Regions from separate parts of the Hordeum vulgare genome. Here region 2 is linked to region 1. The links are chromatin contacts, called in public Hi-C maps. All regions are on one chromosome and are shown on one strand. The core of a region is the stretch at or near the end of the contact, and the rest is flanking DNA. Distances in the headings are between cores, read along the strand shown. Region 1 holds the start of LOC123443723. Region 2 holds the start of LOC123443724 (vacuolar cation/proton exchanger 1a-like).

Region 1 (3,595 bases), core at 408-2,907:
TTTAACACCCAACTATTTTGTCAATTTTACATTAAATATGTCCTAGTATTTGATAAAAATGATTTGGTCCAATTTTGAAACAAATATATGGTAGGTCCTTCACAAAAAATTCATTTTGGACACTTGAAAAATGGAAAATGATTTTTACATACAAGGAAAATGAAAACTTCCTTAATCAACATTGTTTGCCATTTCAATACGCACCCTTGTGCATAATATTATATCATTTCAACAAACTATGTCATGAATGTGGCCATAAGATTGATCATTTGGTTTGAAAGTCATGAACCTTCACACATGATAACCAATTTCTGAGAACACTTTTTAAAAATAATTGTCATATTACAAGTTTATATTTTTTTTCCTGACAACTTTGTCACATATAATGACACAATTCAAAGGTTTTCCATTTTTTTAATTTTTTTTTGAATTTTTCAGAGCCATTTCAAAATGCGGTCAAAACGACACGTATGACCGTTCCTACCTAATGGTTAAATCTTGGATTTTTTTTATGTTTTTATGATTAAATAAATACTTGTGTACCTAAAAAAGATTTTTGGGAAAAATAGAAAGCAAACTATGAGGCAGCTGCAGTTCAAATTTGACCCGCTTCGAGCTGATACAACAAAAAATCGACTTTTTCACGAGAGGTGGATGAAAGCTTTTTGCACCCAAACATTTGGTCAATTGTACGTTAAATGTGGCCTAATATTTTATAAAATTAGGTTGGTCCAATTTTGCAACAAATATATGGTAGGTCCTTTAAAAAAATCATTTTGGGTACTCAAAAAATGGAAAATGAATTTTCTGTCCAAAGAAAATGAAAAACTTTCTTAGGCAATATTGTTTGCCATTTCAATACGCACCCTTGTGCACAATATGAGATCATTTGAACAAACTATGCAATGAATGTGGCCAAAAGATTGATCATTTGGCTTGAAAGCCATGAATCTTCACACATGATAGCACATTTCTAAGAACAATTCTTAAAACTAATTGCCATATTACAAGTTTATTATTTTACATGGTAACTTTGTAACATATAATGTCACAATGCGAAGATTTCATTTGTTTTTTGAGTTTTAGTGCTTATTTCAAAATGCGGTGAAAACGACGGTATGACCGTTCCTAGCTAGTTGTTGAATCTTGGAAAACTTTTAGTGTTTTTATGATGAAATAGATACTTGTGTGCCTAGAAATGAATTTTGGAAAAAATAAAGAGGAACTATAAGGCAGCTGCAGTTCAAATTTGACCCGCTTCCAATTAAATCGGTGGAAATTTATCTTTTTCACGAGAGGTGAATAAACACTTTTGACACCCAACAATTTAGTCAATTGTATATTAAATATGACCTAGTATTTTAAAAAAATTATTGGGTCCAATTTTGCAACAAGTATATGATAGGTTCTTCACAAAACAACTCATTTTGGACACTCAAAAAATGAAAAATGAATTTTTTGTACAAAGAAAATGCATAGAAGTTGATTATTATCCATAAAATGTGGTATAACTTGAGTGAAAATTTTAGTGGTGGCATTTTGCAAAATATTATTGGTAGTTTCTTCATAAATCTTCATTATTTTTAGCATTTAGAGACTATTTTAGATGACACATGTCTCGACCAATCACCACGTGTACCCCGAATCACCCTCCTGTAGGCAATCTGAGCCGTCCACACTCTACTGATCCAACGTCTCCTCACCTCGCCTACGGGTGCGATGACGAGGAGGACAAGGGGATCTCCTGGCGAAGCTCGGTGTCGGCGGCGGGGAGGCGCCCGGGGATGCAATGGAGCCGGCGGTGCGCGTGGAGCTGGAAGGGCTCGGTGAGGACAACTGCCGGGAGGGGTTGTGCAGGCGACCGTCGCCCCATCCCCTCCGTCCTCTCCTCGAGGCCCAGTTCGAACGGGAGGCCATGGCGGGCCCAGATTCGTGGTGGATCTGGAGGACAAGACCTCGATCCGGAGGCATTTGTCAGCGACGTCGCCGTCCCGGCCGCCACCCCGCGGGTGGGATCCGCCGGCCCCAAATCCGCGTCAGGTAGTACCTTCACCCTGGTTCGTCGCCCGTGGCCGCCGGATCTTCGCTGTTTTGCATGCGTATTTCTCTGCTGCAGCGGTGAGGAGCGTGCGTGTGGCCAGATCGGGCGTGGGCGCGCGTCCCGAAGGGAGGCTGGTGGCGTCCGCTGCCGTTGCAGATGCGTGCTCTGTTCTGTTCTAAGAACTTCTCCTTCGTAATTTTGTTGCTTGTGGGCATCTATTGGTGAACCTAATTGTTCGCTTAATCTTGCATGTGTTTTCATGTGTGCAGACCAAGGCTGATGCGCCAGCAAGCGAGGCGGCATCCAAGTCTGAAGGGTAAGACTGTGCTAGCACACTTGCTCACCTGCCTGATATATGCGCAACTGTGTTCTGAGTGGCCATGATGTATCAGGATCCATGCAAAACTGTCTTGGTGAAAACGGATTCGTGCAAAACTGTCGTGGTGGGCTGTTTAAACTTAATTCAGGAGAAAAGGGCATCATAGGTTCTTAACTAATACTCCCTCAGTCCCAAAATAACTGTCTTAAGCTTAGTACAAATTTGTACTAGAGCTAGTATAAAGTTGAGACACTTATTTTGGGACGGAGGAATATTACTTAAACAAAGGAAGGACGTAGTCAAAGTTAAAAGTTTCATCTACAGTAAGACCAAAGTTACACCGTTTTAGGATAGAAAGCCAGTTCCATTTTTGCTTGAGGGCTTGAGTGTATGCATGTGACTTGAAGTCACATGATATCACAGTTAGATAAGTTTCTTTTTACTGATGGAAAAGATTGTGCTAGTACCAATTTCCTAATATTGTTTTGCTTAATCCTAATAGACAACATACTGGTACTTAACAACATACTAGCACCCCTTAATAATCCTAATAACAAATCAATAAGTAGCCATTGAATTGCAAGCTGAGGTTTGGCACTAATTAAAATTGCTTCGGTTATTTAACAAAGAACATGCGTGTTGACTTATTGCTTCTTTGCCTACTTATTAACAAAATTGAAGATGTATTCTACTGTGAGTCTGTTACTCTATTTCCATGTTTCGAGAAAAACTGACATCCTTGTGATTTGTTAAGCACTTAATCTTTACTTCTTAGATTTTTTAAAGCCTGTTTGGAACAATATTTCACTATTTGTTGTGGGTAAAGTATCAAGTCTACACAAACCCATAGCTAGGGAGTATCATGCAAACTCTGTGTGAACTTCAGTTGGTGGGATTTGTCATATGTATGTCCGTCTAAGTAAACTGTATTTATTTTACAAAATTCAGTAGGATGCTTACTACCTGGAGGTATAGGATGTCCTCTTGGACCTCCCAGAGTTACCCCGTGTAAGATATGAACCAGCTGACTATTGGCCATATTCACTGGCTCCGAGAACTTATCTCCTTCGTAACTTAGTTGCCTATGGGCATTTGCTGGTGCGCTGGACTATTTGTTTAACCATCTGTGTGTTTTTGTGTGTGCGGACGAAGGCTGCCGGGTCGGCACTGACGTGCACCTCTACTACGACGCGGAGGACGCCGCCATCCCGGTGTGCTTGACTCCCGCTTCGACA
Region 2 (3,595 bases), core at 495-2,994, 290 kb before region 1:
TTACAGAGTATCCATGCCAAACTCGTGAAGCTATACTCCACAGGGCAAAGTACCAAAATGGACTCTTCTTGGGGGAAAAGAACCACCCAGCTGATCACAAATGCCACCTTGTGAACACCCAAGCCCAAGCAGGGATGTTTCCGTCATCGTCTTAGCCGCTGTGGACGCACAAGTTTGTCGTCTACTCTTGTCTTGCGGTGCACATTTGGCTGTTAGTCGCAGCAAGGTTTAAGGGATGGCACTCGCTCGGCAAAGTACGCCATCTTCCTAGAGTACTCCAGGCCGTGCAGCCCCACGTTTTGGGAAGCATTACTGTCCGTCACTAAACCTCTTTCATTTTTACACAAGAGAGTTACTAAAGCTCGCACTAGAGTAGTAGTATAAGTTTAACAATGCTTCACGGCGACCTCACTCCTCCTACATCAGCAACCAATTCGCCAGGGATGATCCCCAAGGCTGTGCGCAGCGAGAAAACAAGATCGGACGACTGAAGAAAGTGAAGGTAAAATTTCTAAAACCTGACGACCGATGGTTTTGGCCACGAAGAGCATATGTAGAGGCTGTCAACACCATTAAAATTGCTGACTTGACGTGAGCAATCGATTTGAAACTCGAAGTTGTTTGCCACTTTATACTCAGTCGCACATAAATGTGTTCTACGAAAAGTAGTTGAAGTTTATTGAACGAGTGCAGAAGTTATGCTCTCGTGCGTGCCAGTCTGTGTGCTGTGCCCCTATGTGTCGGTGACACGACGAGCCCAATTGAGGTAGTACTGCTTTAGAGAACAGCTTGCAAGGGACAAGTGTAGTTAAGGATCGGCAGGTAGGCAGGCTTGGATAGTAGTAATCACAATCTGACACCTGATCACCACAGTGTTAGGAAGCGAAAGAGAAGAGCATCGTGGATGGGAAGGTAGAATAAATCCAAGGGAATGGTCAAGCCGAAGCGAAGATGTTGAGCAGTAGCATGCATGCACATATCGAGACAAAAAGAGTACAGAAAACATGGTGTGCTGTATGGTGAATTTATACCTGGCCGAAGTGGAAGCACTGCGCGACGACGGCGAGCGGCACGGCGACGAAGAGGACGGCGAGCTTGGTGCCGAGGAGGATCTCCTGGAGGTTGGCGAGAACAGGGCGCAGCGAGGCGACGGGCACCTTGCGCACCAGCGTGGCGTCCGACTTCTTCCGCAGCGAGGAGGAGGACATGCCATGCGCCGTCCGGGCGAGGCCGCTGTGGCCGTGCGCGTTCCCGCCGTACCGCGCAGGAAGCCGCCCGGACTCCTTCCTCGTTGGTGCACCGGCCTCCATCGTCACCGCGGAGTGACTATCCATGGCTAAGGTAGATCGATCTGGAGTTGGCTAGTGCGGCGCCACGAGGAGCCTGTTCGGCGCTCTTACGAACCTCGTGATGTGTATTCTACGCGAGGCATGAAGAGGAGTGGAGCACATATTTATGGGGAGAAGGAGCAATTATTCCCACCGGAGAATGAATTATTGACCCCCGTCACTCCATGTTACAGCCAGCCTCCAGCTCCAGCACCACAAGAATAAGATCTCCCTTGATGATCTTCAGAGAAAAATACGAAATTATATTGAGATGCTGAGACTGGTAGATAAGGATTAGAGATATGTATGAGAAGAAGAATAAAAAGGAAAATGATATATGTATATATGATTTAAATGGATGGACGTGTACAGATCAACTAAGAAGGGAAAGGGGATTTTGATCTGCCTTCAATGCCACGATGCCTCCATACACGGTGGTTTTTGCCATAACAGTTATGATTTGCATACAGTGGGGTACAGGGACGGGGGCGAAGCTTCCGCGAAGCTTCCCCCTGCCCTGCATCTGCATTGCAGCATGCCGTGGTACGCTACGCCACGTCCGAATGGCAGGTATGTGTCCGGTTGCACGTTGGCTATTTCAGCCGGGGCATATCCCGCCTGATGCCAACCTTCCGTGGGATCATTTTTACGACCATGGATCGATCCATCATGGGTATCGAATTTCGATTGACTGACCACGATGGCTTGCCCACACTCAATAAACAAAGACCGCGATAGCTAGCTGCGCCGGCAAAATCTTCTCTTCCAGTTCCTGGCCGTACGTACGGACGCGGTGTGTACGCGCTGCTACGGCTTTTTTTTCTTGATTGACGGAAGCACTGCCCATTTTGCTAAGGTAGAAAAACAGAAGTGGTACAAGAGTTTTTTTTTCTTTTTGAAGGAAAATGTAAATACAATTTTTTCTTTAAAGAAATAAATACATTAATATCACGACGATACCAATTACACCTCTCTGATATCGAAAGACATCCAGAAAGTAGTAAATTCGCCGATGATATTCTTCCCCATTTTAAAGGATGCCTCCGGAAATCACGCCCCTCCCCCACCCCAAAGGCGACACTGGGGCGACCGTTCACCGGCAATCCCCAGATGTCACTGGACGCACAATGCCATGCAGCGGGAGTAGAGTTGGGGCAACGCGTCCCTGTGGTCAGTCTCCTCCTCGTCCTATCTCCTTCGCGTGGTCGATCGCCGGATCCTCTCCCTCGAACAGCCGGTTACTGGATCCCACGTACAGGTTCGCCGGAGGGGCGGAAGTGCACCGCCTCTAACATTATCCACGCGTGCAGGAGGGACGCCATGCGGCGGACTGCTAGATCCGATCACAGAGTCGACGGCAAGTGGAGCTGGCTAGTTGCAACACATTCAAAGCCCTAATGACAACACCGAAGCGATCAACTGAATGAGTGTGCCTCACCTCCATTATATATAGGCATTCGGCTCGGGCTCAACTCTTGGGCCTTGCACGGATCCAAAAGCCCATAAGTAATTCCTTCCCTTCAGCGCATGACCCCTTAGATTCTTGTTCACTTGGTCGCGAGTTAGATCATATCTGACTCGGTTAGTCAGTAGCGACCTCTAGCAAAGCATGTCGACTTCAAGTGCCCGATGAAGCTGGTTAGGCGAACTTGTACTTCATACTTCTTTTCCCTTTGCCACACGATGTATGTTGTCGTTCACCAGGCGACATGGTTATCCTTGTTGCAGCACAACCTCTTTCTCGTTCTGGTGAATCCAATCAACACTTCGGATTATCTCATAATCCTCATCGCATGACCATGCTTATCTAGGTCGGATCGCCCGAGGGGCCTAGAGTATATCTCTCCTGACCGGAGGGGCAAATCCCATCTTGCTGGACCATGTCTCGCAGCATGGGTCTGGACAAGCCCGAAACCTACCTTTGTAACTATCCAGTCACGGAGTAGCGTTTGGTCGACCCAAGCCATGTCTATCACCATCCCGAATACATGCACCAGCTCAGGTCGTAGGACATAGAATGTATGTTGTACTAGAGACTCACAGATGACGTATCGCCGTGTCTCATAGTTGGGTTTGTCCAACTCAGGCTTTATCTCTACTCGGGTCCAACTACGTCCAATCCGATGAGATCTTTTCTGAGTCCATAATATTCCGCTAGCATCCAATGCTACATGGTTAGTGAGACCTAATCATTCGTCGTGTCATATGCTAATCTAAATGGTTGCACGTCCACACAACCCTTTCGATTAGGGATCATTTAGGACATC

What was found. A called contact is a pair of places that touch in the nucleus more often than the background predicts.
Region 2: a Hi-C map of leaf shows a contact between it and region 1, with 7 times the contacts expected there. The contact joins the promoter of LOC123443724 here to the promoter of LOC123443723 in region 1. A contact is called at or near these places in 2 of 6 Hi-C or Micro-C datasets (both in leaf) and 1 of 1 datasets of contacts at active chromatin or transcription factors (embryo).

What each region holds. Positions count from the first base shown.
Region 1 is chr3H:313,637,102-313,640,696 of MorexV3_pseudomolecules_assembly, reverse strand. It overlaps LOC123443723, which reads left to right and starts at 1,657. Exons shown (of 3, transcript XM_045120225.1): 1 at 1,657-2,040; 2 at 2,117-2,357. The coding sequence starts at 1,790. The coding sequence ends at 2,237.
Region 2 is chr3H:313,924,197-313,927,791 of MorexV3_pseudomolecules_assembly, reverse strand. It overlaps LOC123443724 (vacuolar cation/proton exchanger 1a-like), which reads right to left and starts at 1,744. Exons shown (of 9, transcript XM_045120228.1): 1 at 1,032-1,744. The coding sequence starts at 1,334.